2 separate regions of the Urocitellus parryii genome follow, and region 2 is linked to region 1. The links are chromatin contacts, called in public Hi-C maps. All regions are on one chromosome and are shown on one strand. The core of a region is the stretch at or near the end of the contact, and the rest is flanking DNA. Distances in the headings are between cores, read along the strand shown.

The links. Hi-C and Micro-C count contacts between places; a contact is called where the count stands out from the background.
Region 2: a Hi-C map of liver shows a contact between it and region 1, with 3 times the contacts expected there. The contact joins the promoter of Bms1 here to the promoter of LOC113190318 in region 1. A contact is called at or near these places in 2 of 2 Hi-C or Micro-C datasets (liver and muscle).

The regions. Positions count from the first base shown.
Region 1 is chr5:125,049,954-125,057,344 of mUroPar1.hap1, forward strand. It overlaps LOC113190318, which reads left to right and starts at 3,114. Exons shown (of 7, transcript XM_026399536.2): 1 at 3,114-3,246; 2 at 4,938-5,043; 3 at 5,151-5,267. The coding sequence starts at 5,253.
Region 2 is chr5:125,181,480-125,188,870 of mUroPar1.hap1, forward strand. Bms1 (BMS1 ribosome biogenesis factor) reads left to right here and starts at 3,440. Exons shown (of 23, transcript XM_026399543.2): 1 at 3,440-3,561; 2 at 4,502-4,704; 3 at 5,617-5,807; 4 at 6,817-6,896. The coding sequence starts at 4,529.

The DNA.
Region 1 (7,391 bases), core at 1,864-4,363:
GCATGGTGGTTAATTGTTAGCAACCCAGAGTGCCTAGGAGCACAATCCAGAGGTTGACCATTATCAACCCATTGTTCTTTGTTAGCCAGTCTTCATCCTCTCTCAACCATCATCCTTAATTACCTACACTGATTACCTGACTTTTGCCCCTCCCTCAGTTTGCTGAGGATTGTGACATATCCTGTCCACTTAGACCTGGCTAGGCTGCAGGCAAATTGCTCTTTGGCAAAGAAAGTATGTGGAGGTCAGAACAGTGGGTCCATTATATAGAATTATTCTCCTTAACTTTGTGTTCTACCATTTTCATCTATCTGACCCTTAATACCAGGACTATTCTTTCTGGAATGTTTTTGTCTAGTTTATTCTGGTAAACTTCTGGTATAACTTGTTTCCCTCATGGAACTACCAGCCTTCTTCATTGTCAATACCCCAAATCTCGGTTGTTTCACTTTCCATATTATCTTTTATAATCAATTCCCATGGAGACAGCTTCATAGCATGTTCACTCACGCTTGCGCGCATTCTCTCTCTCTCTCTCTCTCTCTCTCTCTCTCTCTCTCTCTCTCTCTCATAATTTGCTTCTCCCTCTGGGAAAAAACTCTATGCTACAGCTCTGGAGCTAGAGATAGGAACAGTGGCCTAATTTTGTCACAGTTACACCACTGTTTGCAAACAGACTGCTGGTGGAGGATGGAACTCTTTAGTATTCTTTGTATGCCACACATGGGATTTAAACTTCTATCCTACAAGTATAGTGTGGCTAGGACTATCAGGGTCCCAGGAATTTTGACCTACTATTTCTAGAATGGAGCCTTTGCCTGATGAGTGGGTGCTATTTAGGAAAGGGGCCCTCTGACCTTTCACCTGCATTTGCCTGGAATACATCTCCTGTTCCTGGGTTTTTCTTTGTTCAAACATCAGTTTTTATTACCCATTCAATCTCATTACTTGCTATTGGTCTCTTCAGGTTTTATATATCTTCTTGGTTTAATTTTACTAGGTGGTATGTATCTAGAAATCTTTCCATTTCTTCAAGACTTTCTATTATATTGGCATATAAGTTTTCACAGTAGTCTCTAAAGATCCTCTGAATTTTATAGATGCTTGTGTGGTAATAGAATTTCGGCATCTCTTTGAGTTTCTGATGATCCAATGTTGAATTACAATTCTCTCTGTCACCAGTCTCATTGAGAACTCTTGCTTCAAGCCAGGGGGCAAACTGGAAAATGCAGTCTTCCTCTACTTCATCATCTTTGATTCCCCACTCTGATGTCTCTTATTTACCTTCTTCAGCTTACTTTCAGTTACAGTTGGTCTTATATTTCTAGTTTCTTCAGGTAGAAGCTGAGGTCATTCATTAGAGATTTTTTTCTTTAAAAAAAAGTTCCTTTCATTCAGCAGTTACATAGTAACAACATACAAATTTGGATTGTTTTTATTTTAATTCAGTCCTAATTAGCTTCTAATTTCCCCCTTTGATTTCTACTTTAACACATGGTATATTTAGATTATTTATTTTCCAAATGTTTGGATATTTTCCAGATACATATAGATATTAACTTATAATTTAATTACAACATGGTCAAATAATGTGTTTTGAATGACTTGAATCCTTTTAAATTTATGATATATTATATAGTGTCTTTTGGTAAATTTTGCATGTGCACTTGAACAGAATGTATATTTTTCTTTTGGAGAGTAAATGTACTTTATAAACATTAGTCACATTAGTGATGTTAAAAATTTTATGTACTTGCTGACTTTCTATTGGCATACAAAATACTGAGAAGGGAGTATGAGATCTTAAACTATAAATTTGTAAGCAATGTATAAAATTATATATTTTTAAGCTGTCCTATTAGGTACATAAACATTTATGATTGTGGATATTGAATCAACAAAGTATTACTTAAGTCTTAATTGAGACAGTGAGCAAAATTTGAACATGGACTGTAGATTATGTTAGTATTGCATCTATTGCAGGTGTACTAACCTGAGAATAAACACAGGGAAACAAAGACAACTAAGAAATACACTATGAAGGAAAGATCAGTGGGGCTAACTCCTGACAGGGTCTACCAAGGTCATTGTAAAATTAATATTTATGGCCATAGGTTTCTCAGTGTAGTTAAGAAGTTTCATTAATACCACAGGCACACTAAGATGAAGTCTGCCAGGTCATGACCCCAGCACCCTCATTAACATACAATTGAATTGCAGAAGAAGCTCCCCCTCCTCCAATACTATAGTCTCCAAGACAGAGAGATGACCAACTAGGGCCCAAAACTCCTGCAATCTATGTGAAGAGGGAGTAAACATCTGATTAGCGCAGACCACAGAAGGTAGACCACAGTTCTCAAGGTAAACATAAGGCAGCAATAAATTTGGAAGCAGCATTGTTTCTTTTGCCCTTCTCTGCCCACAGGCGACCCTCTCTAGAAAGCTTCTTTGCTTGAATCTTTTTTTATAACTAAATTCTCTTGACTTTTCGTGTCTGACTTTAGCTTTTATTAAGTTGGGATATAAGAACTGAAGTTTGGAGCTTCAGCTCTCCACTATCCTGTGTCAGCTTAATGAGCTCAATTATTTTGAGACTATTTTCAGAATTTCAGGTTGTCGTATCTAGTCAATAGCACTTGGCAATTTCTCTAGGCTTCAGTCTGAAAATACATTTTTGTTCAATAAAGAAATATAAAGGCATTAATTATCTGGACTAAGATTTATTGGACTTTTACGAACTCAGGCCTGAAGAAATGAAAGTGTGGGTGTCCATGGAGTTTTTAGATTTAAAGCTACAATCCCTTTTCTTTCCCATATGCTTCCTTTATACCTGTCCTTATTTCTTCTGTCGTACATCACTATAGTACTGAGTCCCAACCACGTTACCTAAGTTGTCCATCAATACCACTTCGGGTGGTTTTCTGCCTTTAAGCCAATTTTAACCACTCAACTCCCATGAATAACCAAAAGCTCAAGTCTCCAGAAAAGCCCAGCAGGAATCATCAGATCACTAGAGGGCGCCAAATCGCTTAACTTCATCCAAATTCGTGTCAAAGCGGAGGCTTTCCCCCCCCCCCCCCCCAGGGTGCGCTCTGCGCATGTGCAATGCCCTTTCCTTTCTGTCTGGGCGGCTTTGTGTCACGCCGCAGGGGGTTGAAGACTCCGGAGCTACCAGGTCGCCGCAGCGCAGCTGAGGGAGGGGCCGGGGCTCAGAGTGGCCTGGGATCGAAGACAGATCCCTTGCAGGTGTGTCGAAGGCCTCTGTGGGCGGGTCGGGAGCTGGGAAGCTAGACTTTGCGACTGCCGGGTCAAAATCTGGAGGCCGCGGCCTGCGCCGAGAGCCTACAGGGCCTGCGGGAGGGACTTGGCAGGGAAGCCGGCCTTTTGCACAGCCGACCTTCTCCAAGAGTTGTTGTCGCGACCTGTAAGGGGCAACCCAGGAGGGCCCACTCTGCGGGGAAAGCAGGCCGGGCCGCCCGGAGGGAGCGGCTCTGGGTAACGTGGAGCTGGACCCGCTGAGTCCGAGCGCCTCTGCGACGCTGGCTGTAGCCAGGCTTGGCCCAGATCCAGGGTGTGCGGCTGGATGGGCGAGCTGATCTCAGGGTGATTCAGTCATCTGTAAAATGATGATGAAAGCACCCTTGAGGGTCGTTTGCTGTCCTGAATAAGGCAGTAGATGTAAATAATAAGGAATTAATAAAGGTGAGCTGCTTTTATTACAAGGCATGCTGTTGTTTTCATTATTGGCTCCTTTAATCATTGGCAGTGACCACCTCCGTTTTAATAGATTATAGTATTACAGGTTCAGAGATATAAATTGGTTTACTCGGAATTAGGTAGGATTTAAACTCTCACTGTTTTTACTCTGTAGTTAATGCTCTTTCCTACATTAAAATCCAGTCTTAGTTTGTATTTAAGCAAGCAGTTGTACTTAAGCACCACCAGAGTATAGTTGTGAAGTGTATTGAACATCATCTCTCCATGTAGTGTTCTATTTCCAAAAATTCTTGGGATTCCTTTAGAACCCTTGGCTCAAAAAGTCAGTTAAGACCCTTCCTACATCCTCCAACCTGATTGTTCTCAGCAAGCGCATAAATTGAAACCAGAGTTTGAGCTTTCAATTTTAAATTTCTCTAAGAATTTGGAAAGTCTATCAAGGCTAAAGGCTAATTTCTAGAGGGGAAATGGTAGAGACAGACTTAAAAAAAAAAAAAAAAACAACCAACTGTGATTCTTCCATGCTTTTTATTATGTATGTGATGTGATAATGCTTCTGATGGCTGGTGGTATCTGGGCTTATAATTATCTTTTAAGCGTAGGGTAGCTGGAAGTTGTTTCTGCTGCTTATGAAAAGGACCACAGGATTGTGGCAACTGTTGTCTTTGCTACATCTATGAAGTGTCTGGGAATTTTGGAGCCAAAGTGCTATTTAAGAAGCTAGATTTATGTGTCAGCAGATTAGGGGCCATGTCAGTTTATCAAGGCTGAACTAAATTTTACCCTAGACCCAGCCTAAATTTGAAAGGTCAGTGAAATCCAGGGCACTATCCAGATTTGTGGTCCTGGGTAAAGACTTTAAAAATCACATGAGAGGTTGTTCAAGATTACCTGATTTTTCCTTATATTAAAGGTAGCAGCATTGAAAGTAAGCCTAAGGTAGAACTGAAGTCTCCAGATTCACTATATCAAAAGAAACTAATTTAAGGAGAAGAACTATCTCATTTTTGAAAACGCTGAAATAACTTTATAATTGTGGGATTTATAATATTAACAGGAAAAATTGTTATGAATGTAAACTAAACACCTTTTATATATCAATAAATATATCAATTCATCATCTGTAATGCTAGACATAGGGATCCATGTTTGGATATATTATACATTGTATTTAATCTGTTATTTATTATTTATGTTTTCAATTCTTTTGTGTTATTCAGTGAACATACACATAATTTTCAAAGCAACCAATAAGAAAGAAATGTTTAGATTCACTCAAAAATATCCCAGGTTCATCAAGATTATGTCAGAGTCATCGATGGACAGGTGGGTACTACTTCATCATGGTACTTCCTATTCCTTCTCAGGGGTCAAAGGGACATTTTTCCAGGGGTTTAGATTTTACTAAAATATTGTATGGAAATTTCCCACAGGAGATTCCTGGAGCTGTAACATATGGTCTCTTATGACTTTTCTCTTACAACTTTCCCTGCTCGGGCTTTATAGTTTCTACCCTTTCCCAAGAGCAGCAGAAAATGAACAAGTTCAAGGTGAGTCATTTATTTAGCCTTTGTTTCACTTTGTGTATGTGTGTTTAATGTGTGTATGTGTTTTTAAGAGAGCTCAGGTATTTAACTAGAAAGGGAGCTATGTTACAGATCATCTTCAAGGAAAACACTGCTCTCAAAGTATGGTCTTAAGACCCCTGGGAACCCTAAAACCCTCTCAAGGGGTCTTTAAATTCAAAACTCTAGTGCTAAGATGCTAATTGCACTGCTGGTATGAAAGCAATGGTGATAGGTTCCTGCCTATCTACTATTGGCATGAATTAAGATAAGGACACCTAATTTATAATCATTGTATTTCTCCAAGTAAAAACCTGCCATTTACTTAAGGATAATCTTAATAAAATAGTAAAAATTATTAATTTTATTAAATATTGACCCTCAAGTGTATATATTTTTAATATTCCATGTGATGAAATGGAAAGTTAAAATAATGCGCTTCTGCATCCTGAACAGTTAGTTAGTTGTCTGGTCTGGATAACAAGCCCTTGTGCAATTATTTGATTTGTGCACATGCTTTTCATGGAAGACCTTTTTTACATGAAAGAACAAATGGCAAAAAAAGCTATAGTTATTTACACTTGGGTATTTAACAAACATTCTCAAAAGTGAATGAAGTTGGGCTGGGGTCGTAGCTCAGTGGTAGAGCGCTTGCTTACCTAGCATAGGCACTGGGTTCGATCCTCAGCACCACATAAAAAATAAATAAATAAAATAAAGGCATCGTTTCCGACTACAACTAAAATAAATAAATAAATAAGTAGATGAAGTGAGCCTGTCACTTCAAGGTATCTTTTTGCCAATATTAAAATTTGGGCTTTAAGGTAAAAATTAGATTTTTGTAGAACTTGTATCTTAATCATGAATTGGACAACTTTCTAATATATAAAAGACTTCTGATAATATTGGTGCTGATACTAACTTAATTTTTCAAATGTATAATAAAAATTTTCAAAAGTAGAATACATATATAAGTGTGTGTGTGTATATGTATGTGTATGTGTATGTATGTATATATATGTGTATATATATATATATATATATATATATATATATATATATATATATAGTGTTATTAGGGTGCTCTACCCCTGAGCTACATCTCCAGCTCACTAAGTTGCCCAGGCTGGTCTCTGGCCTCAAAATTGCAATCCTCTTACCTCAGCTGTCCAAGTAGCTGAGTTGCAGGCTTGTGCCACAGTGCCTAAAAACAATTGAGTAACATTTCTGAAGCATATGCTCAGAGAGAGAGTCAAGTACTTTGAGAGGACAGAGCAATACAAAGAAATAAAGGACACATAGTTTTTTAGATTTAAAGTTAATTAGACCATTCTAAAAAGTGGTATTTGTGGTAAATCCTCAATTAAATGAGATAGGGAACTATGTAGAAATCTAATGGCAAAACATATTAAATAGAGGAACAGCAAATACAGTCATTCTGAGGCATGTTCTAGAAACCATATCAGGATATTATAGGTAGAGAGAAGTGACTTTGGAAGAGAATGGCAAGAAGTAACATCAAAGAAGTAGAAGAAGCTAGAAGATGTAGGACCTTGTGGACTGTAGAACTTTGAATGTTGTTTTTATTTGTTCATTTAAAATGTACAATATATATGTACAACTTAAGGAATATTAATTAACATCAGCCCTGTTGGGCTTAAGAAATGAATATTACTGGTTACAACTGATGGTCTTGATCTCACCATTACCAGGAAAAACTAATACTGAATTCTGTTATCAGTTCATTGGTTTTTAAAAATTTACTTTAAATAAAACAACATAATTGTCAATTAAACATCCAGCCCTCTGCTAAGCATTAGTATATTCTTCTCACATAATCCTCAAGTCACTTTTTGAAATGTTAATACTACCGTATCACAAACTTTGGTATGGACTTTACCTGTAACCAGTTGAAAATCACAATCTTTGGGCATCTTGCTAGAAACAAAGGAGAAAGTAAGTAAAAGGAAGCTAAGATTCAACCTATTCAACAGAACCAATTAAAAACTAGAGTAGGACCTACAGTTCTGCTACAGCAAATCCTGAATATATTTTTATCTTTTATTTGAAATCCTCCTTATCCAAAATTCATTGGGGAGTACATGTGTT
Region 2 (7,391 bases), core at 2,190-4,689, 130 kb after region 1:
ATCTGATCCTTAACAAAAGTGCTAAAAACACACATTGGAGCAAAGACAACCTTTTTAACAAATGGTGCTGGGATAAATGGTTATCCATATGGAGAAAAATGAAACTAGTGAAAAACCAGCCTCTATCTCAGAGCAAAGCCTGTCCAGGGAAGGGACATGGCCTTTGTCCTTGGAAAAACCCACAGAGCACTCCTAAGCACATTCCCATCCTGCTAAGTTGTTTGTCTACAATAACAGGAGAGATCTGCTGCGCCAGGTGTCCCTGACTCAGTCAGGCTAGATGGAGATCCATAGCAACCCCCCAGTAGCCACCAATCAGCATGAGACAGGGAAATACCTGGGATGCCAGATGACCCTCCCAGTAGTTTATGGTGGTTGATAACATGTTGGGAAACCATGTAGTTCAGCACTGTACACCCCTCTTGGCTTAAACCAATCAGTTCAAATGAACACCCCTTTTGTACTGACCAATCACCCCTACCCAACTTGTTCCCGCCAGTGAATGTGCTAATCATGTTTTAGAGTTGTTATTTGATTTTCCAGCAGTGTGTGATGATTTGCTAAAAGAGGCTATGATGTATGTGAAGTCCCTGCCTTCTCCAAAGAATGTATAAAAATGCTGTAAATCCAGGGCTCAGGGCCTCTTAGCGTCACCAGTTGCTGTGTGTGTGCACGGAGGACCGAGCTAGCTCACAATAAACACTTTGCTGCTTACACCGATCTTGGGTCTCTGGTGGTCTTTGGGGGTCCCGAATTCGAGCATAACACTAGATCCTTATCTCTCTTGTTGCACAAAAATCAACTCAAAATAGATCAAAGACTGAAGAATGAGAGTAGAAACTTTGCAACTCCTAGAAGCAAGCATAGTGTCAACACTCCAGGATATGGGCACAGGAAGATTTTCTCAATAGGACCCCTAATGTTCAGGAAATAACACCAAGAGTTAATAAATGGGATGACATCAAATTTAAAAGCTTCTGCACAGCAAAGGAAACAATTAGGAATGTGAAGACAGGACCTACAGAATGGGAAAAATTCTTTGCTAGCTACTCTTCTAACAGAGAATTATTATCTAAAATATATAAAGAGTTCAAAAAACTTTACACTAAAAAATCAAATAGCCCAATTAACAAATGGGGAAATGAATTAAACAGACACTTCTCAAAAGAAGAAATACAAATGGCCAAAAAATGTATGAAAAAAATGTTCCACATTATTAGCAACTAGGGAAATGCAAATAAAAACTACACTGAAATATCATCTCAAACCAGTCAGAATGGTAGTCTCAAGAGGAGTGATATTGGCCAAATTATATTGATATATTATGCATGGTGTACGTGTACAAATATGTAACAACAAATTCCATCAGTATGTACAACTATAAAACACCAATAAAATAGAAAAAAGAATTCAAATAATAATAAAAGCTGGAGAGAATGTGGAGGAAAAGGAACATTTTTACACTGTTGGTAAAAGTGTTAATGTAGTACAACCACTTTGGAAAAATCAGTATGGAGGTTCTTCAAAAGACTAAGCATGGTACCACCATATGATCCATATAGACTATACCTCAGTATTCATCCTGAAGAATTAAAGTCATCATATGTCAGTGATACATGCATACCAATGTTTATAGCAGCACAATTCACAATAGCCAAACTATGCAACCAGCCTGGGTGTCCATAACAGATTAAGATAAAGAAAGTGTGAGATATAGTCACAATGGAGTTTTATTTAGTCATAAAGAAAAATAAAATTATGTCATTTTCAGGAAAATGAATGGAACTAGAGACCATTATGTTAGGCAAAATAAGTCAGACTCAGAAGGGAGTTCTTTCATTTGGAAGCTAGAGAACAAAAAGGAAAAAGGTGGGAAATCAAAGGGAGATCAATAGAGGAAAAGGATCAAGGGGAAAGAGACAGGGAGGAAGGGGGGGTATGCTGGGGAGTGATTTTGGCCTAATTATATTGTTATATTGTATGCATGTATGAATATGTAACAAAAATCCCATCATTATGTTCAATTATAATGTACCAATAAAAATGTGAAAAATAAAAATAAATAAAAGAATTTTATTTATTCAGGGCTCCCATCTTACCAAGCAGATGATGAAGTAATGGGGAGGTGGGTGAGTTGAGGAGATATGCAAGAGACCAGTGCCGATAATTGGCCATCAAAAATGATTGGTCAACTGATGCATCAGCATTGGACTTTAGGCTAGCCTGCTGGAGACAGAGAAGTTATTAAGGCAGGATGAAACAATGAACAGGAAGTAAGATCAGATTGGAGGTGCTGGTAAAGTAATAGAAATTTTGTTTCAGGGCAATAGATGAGGTAGCCTGGAAAGATAGGAGGTAGTGGTGCAGATTAGAATGCCACAGGGCTTGCAGTCCTCATATCTGTCAAGTATGATGGGATGAAGGCGGGGAGTGAGAAGCTAAGGTAAGGCAGAGTACAAGAATATGCTTCCTGGGCCCAAGAAGATGTTAGAAGGATCATCTACCTGTGTACTGAAATCTCCAAGAAGAAAGAGAGAATAATGTTGGAGGAGTTAAAACATCCAAGCTCTTCATATATAAGGGGAGTATGTGTCATGTTAGCCTCCCCAGAACAGCACAAAGTGTAAAGTGCAGGGTGAATATATCTGTAAATGCTGAGAGTCTGACAAGCTCACTGTGAAATGAAATGGAGTATGGGGGTCTCCATTATTAGAGTGAGCCTAGTTATGTGGCACAGAATTGAGTCCCCCAGGTGCACTGGTGCAATCATATTGAAAAGAAACCCTGCAAGACAAGAGGAAGATACATCCTCTGACCAAACTTTCTAAGTTTAGCTGAGACCAGGATTAAAGGGACTCAAAGACATTTCCTCAGTTAGGAATGGGTATGGCAAAGCTGTGCACAAAGACAACTGCAGAATGCTGCATTCCTTCAAGGAAAATCCTTTTTTCCAAGGAGAAGGGCGAAGCAATTCAGGCCGGGGCCGTTTATCCTTGTTCTGAGAGTCTATCGGTCCTGGCAAAAGAGGGCACTAGAGATCCAAAGAACTCGAGGAATCCTTCCCTGGCGCTGCCGTCTCTAAGGACAATGAAGTGGACGCCAATGGAGTGAAAAGTCCATTCCGTGAGTCGGCGGCTGTGGGACTCAAGGCTTTCGAAGGGTACTGACACGGTGACTAGGTGGACTAAATGTACCCACTTCCGCCTTTCGTACAGCACTGTAGCCCTGGCCTTGGTCTGGGATTCAAGCACGCCCGACAGCCTCCTCTCCGCAATGACTTGGCCGGACTTGCGGTTCAGCGGAGTTTCGGCCGGGCGGGGGATTCGTTGCGCGGGGCGGAGCGCCGCGGGGCGCGGCGGGGTGGAAAGAACGGCGCAGACGGCGCTTGCGCTCACACTCAGCCAATCACAAGACTTCCTTCCGGCATTTTCCTCTGAAATTGGTCCTTCTGTAGACACCTTTCTTCTGTTTCTTGTTTTCCACCCGAGAGCCAGCGGGTGGTGCGAATTTCCGTTTCCGGTGGCGTCCATGTGGAGCTGAGGAGTAGCAGTTGTGAACCCGGTAACCGCCGCGGGTTCGGGTCGACGAGTTTGAGGGCTCTGGGTCTCTGGGAGGGTACTGAGTCGAGATCGTGGTACGGTTCTGAGGTCATTGGGGAATAGCGGAGTGAATTTGGCAAAAATTCCGGACCAGGAGGGAAGGTGGCAGGGAATGGTAGTTTCGTGGCAGGATGGTCCCAGCGGCGACCTAGAGTTTATCCAGCTTTAAAAAAAAAAAAAAAAAAAAAAAAGAGGGAGGTAGGAGGGAGCCCGTACAAGTAGGATAAAATTTACTTCTCTGGCAGATAGAAAATATGCCCGTCCAGCACATGCGATTGGACGGCCAGTAAAATATTTTAGACGTTTTAGTTTAAGTTAGAAATTAAAATTTTAGTTTAAGTTAGAAGACCATAAAATCAGTTGATGTCTAGGCTTGAGCTGTCCAGTATGTTAGCCACTAGCCGCATATACCTATTTAAATTTGGAATTAAATTTATTAAAATTTAGATTCTTTTTTTTTTCCAGTTTCCCTAAGTATATTTTCCCATATAGTGACCTTGTGGCTTACTGTATGGGAAAATACAGATAGAGAATCTTTTTTTTTTTTTTTTTTTTTTTGTGGTGCTGGGGATTGAACCCGGGCACTCTACCAACTGAGCTATATTCCCAGCCCATCTTTATACAGGAGTGGACACCTCTGATATTGACAGGACACTTAAGATGAATAAAATTTAACAAACATAAAAGGTATCCTTAGCAGAGATAACTCTTGTAATTTATGGCGTAACCGAGAGAAGTGAAATGGAGGGTGGTATTAAGTAGTTTCTGCACCTGTTAATTGAATAAATGCATCATCTTTTCATAAAGAAATATGTGGAATTAACTGCACAGGCACACCCCTGCCCACCTCCTTGCCTTCATTGTAAAATACTTCCCCCACCTTTCCATCCCATTCTGTATAGTTACTTGTGAGTTGATAAATAGCCACTATGGAGTCCAAGGATCAGAAGAAACACAGAAAGAAACACAGTGGGCCCAAAGCTGAGAAGAAAAAGAAACGGCATCTGCAGGATCTTCAACTTGGAGATGAAGATGATGCCCGGAAGAGAAACCCCAAAGCTTTTGCAGTTCAGTCTGCTGTGCGGATGGCTAGATCCTTTCACAGGTATGTTTCTCTGAATTCTGGCGGTGGTTCTATTTATTCTTTCTTAGGTGGTGGGAGACAGTATTTGGCTTTCTGAGCTTTGAAAGACACCTGCATGCCATGTGTCTTACTAAAACATGAGAAGCCTTTCCCATAGAAGCAGCCTTGCCTCCAGCATATGCCCACTGTGGTTATTTTTGCCCAAGAAAAAAGAATTTACAGAATTTAATTTATAGTTTTTTTCCCTAAGTTTTAACAACCTGTGATGTTATGTGCATTTCCCCCTAAAAATTTTTACATAATTCTAAAATTGTAACATATGATACTAAAGTAGCTTTATTTAGGGAATCCTTATTGAATGCCCAGCAGTGTTTTTAAAACATTATTTAATCAAATATATCAACAGCCTTAACAGATTAAGAATTATTTTTGTCCTTAATGAATAAGAAAACAAGTTTTACCTCCTCCATCACATAACCAGTAAATACAACAGTCAAATTGATCTCCAAAACCTCTGCTTTTATTTGTTATGACACACTGCCTCAGTGTTTATCTTTTGTTTCCTTTTAAACTATTAAATTTAACTCTTAAAACAATCAGATTTAAGATGTATTTAATTTTCAACTCACTTTACTTTTTAAAAAATTTTTTAGTTGTCTGTCGATGGATCTTTATGTGGTACTGAGAATTGAACCTAGTGCCTCACACACTTTATCACTGAGTTACAATCTCAGCTCCTCAACTCACTTTACTTTTGAAGTCATCCTGTTACATCTTTACTGAAAGCAGTTACTTTGCTTGGGGTGAGAAGTTAATAAGTTAACAACAAGTTAATTGTATCCATGTATTTTCTGTTCTCTCTATAAAATCTGTACTTAACAAAGTTCTAACCTTTATTATTTTGAAAGTGAATTAATTTATTTTTACAAATAGGACTCAGGATTTAAAGACCAAAAAGCATCACATTCCAGTGGTTGATCGAACTCCACTAGAGCCCCCACCAATAGTGGTAGTGGTGATGGGACCTCCAAAAGTTGGAAAGAGCACTTTGATACAGTGCCTCATTCGGAATTTTACCAGGCAAAAGTTGACTGAAATCAGAGGCCCTGTAACGATTGTGTCAGGTAGGTTTTGCTGCCACATAGCAGGGTTGTCACCTGAGTGACATACATATCTTTTTGTTTTCTTGAGTAGAAATTGTTAAAGTAATATTGTCACATTGTATTCTTTTGTGCTGAATGATTGTAGCTTCAGAAAAGGATAGGTTCCTAGAGATAATGATATATGTGTATACCTTACCTGATTGCTCTGTTAGGTTTGCCAAGTGTTCCTTGGAAAGGCTTAGCAGGCAGAGGCAGGCTGGTCAGGTAACCATGGACATTTTTTTTTTAACAGGTAGTAAGTACCACTGTGAACATGCACACCCACTTTCCCTCTTAAAACTCATTCTTGTGGAAGTGAAAGACATTTTCTTTTTCCCTTTGATACGTTGGAGTGATAGTGAATTTTCCAAGTGGAAAATAAAATAGCAATGGTAGAATCTGAAGTGTCTTGCAACAATAATGTAGTAAGGCCTTTTTTAAAAAAAAATTATTTATTTTTTAGTTGTAGTTGGACACAATACCTTTATTTTATTTATTTATTTTCATATGGTGCTGAGGATCAAACCCAGGGCCTCACATGTGCTAGGCAAGCAGTTCTACTGCTGAGCCACAACAACCCCAGCCCTAGTCAGGCCTTTTAACTGGAAAATAATTATTGTTCCATGGATTTTTCTGTTGCATTAGATTTGAGGATGTTTTAACTATAGTGATCAAGTTAAAGTAATTGGCTAAACAACAGGATCATAGTTATCATGAACTCTGTCCAGTCACAATTTTACCTATTTGAACATTTTCATTTATCTGGGTAAACTTGGTATTGTTTTAAAATTAAAGAGAGTACATGACAAATCAAGGTGGGATGTATTTTATTTTGCCAGTTTTCTCACATAAAAATGAACTTCTAGCATATTCTTATAAATGTACTTGTTATATTAATGGATACAGTTAAAGCATGATAATTAATTAGTGAACTAGTAAATTACCTTTTCAGGATTTTTTAAAAGTAATATGTTCATTTTTTTGCTTATAGGTAAAAAACGCAGACTCACCATTATTGAATGTGGGTGTGACATTAACATGATGATTGATCTGGCCAAAGTAGCGGATTTGGTAAGTTAATAGGGGCAGCCTGGGTTTCTGATGAAGACTTACAAAAAATGTCATAAACTATTTATCCCATGTTGAAAGGGAGAATATTTTGTGATTATTGAAACAGTAAATGTGATTGAATTAATAATTGTTATTCTAATTATTACTAATAATTGTAATTATTGCTAATAATTGTTATGATAAAAATGATATGCACTTGATTAAATGCATTTTAAGATCTAAAAGCAAACCACAGAATGGGGGAAACTTTTAATGAACATAGCCAATAAAAGCTCATTAGTGTAAATATAAGTGTGTATGTGTGTGTGTACCTTTGTTCTTTTTTTTTTTTTTTTAATTTTTAATATTTATTTTATTTAGTTCTCGGCGGACACAACATCTTTGTTGGTATGTGGTGCTGAGGATCGAACCCGGGCCGCACGCATGCGAGGCGAGCGCGCTACCGCTTGAGCCACATCCCCAGCCCCTGTACCTTTGTTCTTAGTGTTAGTGTTA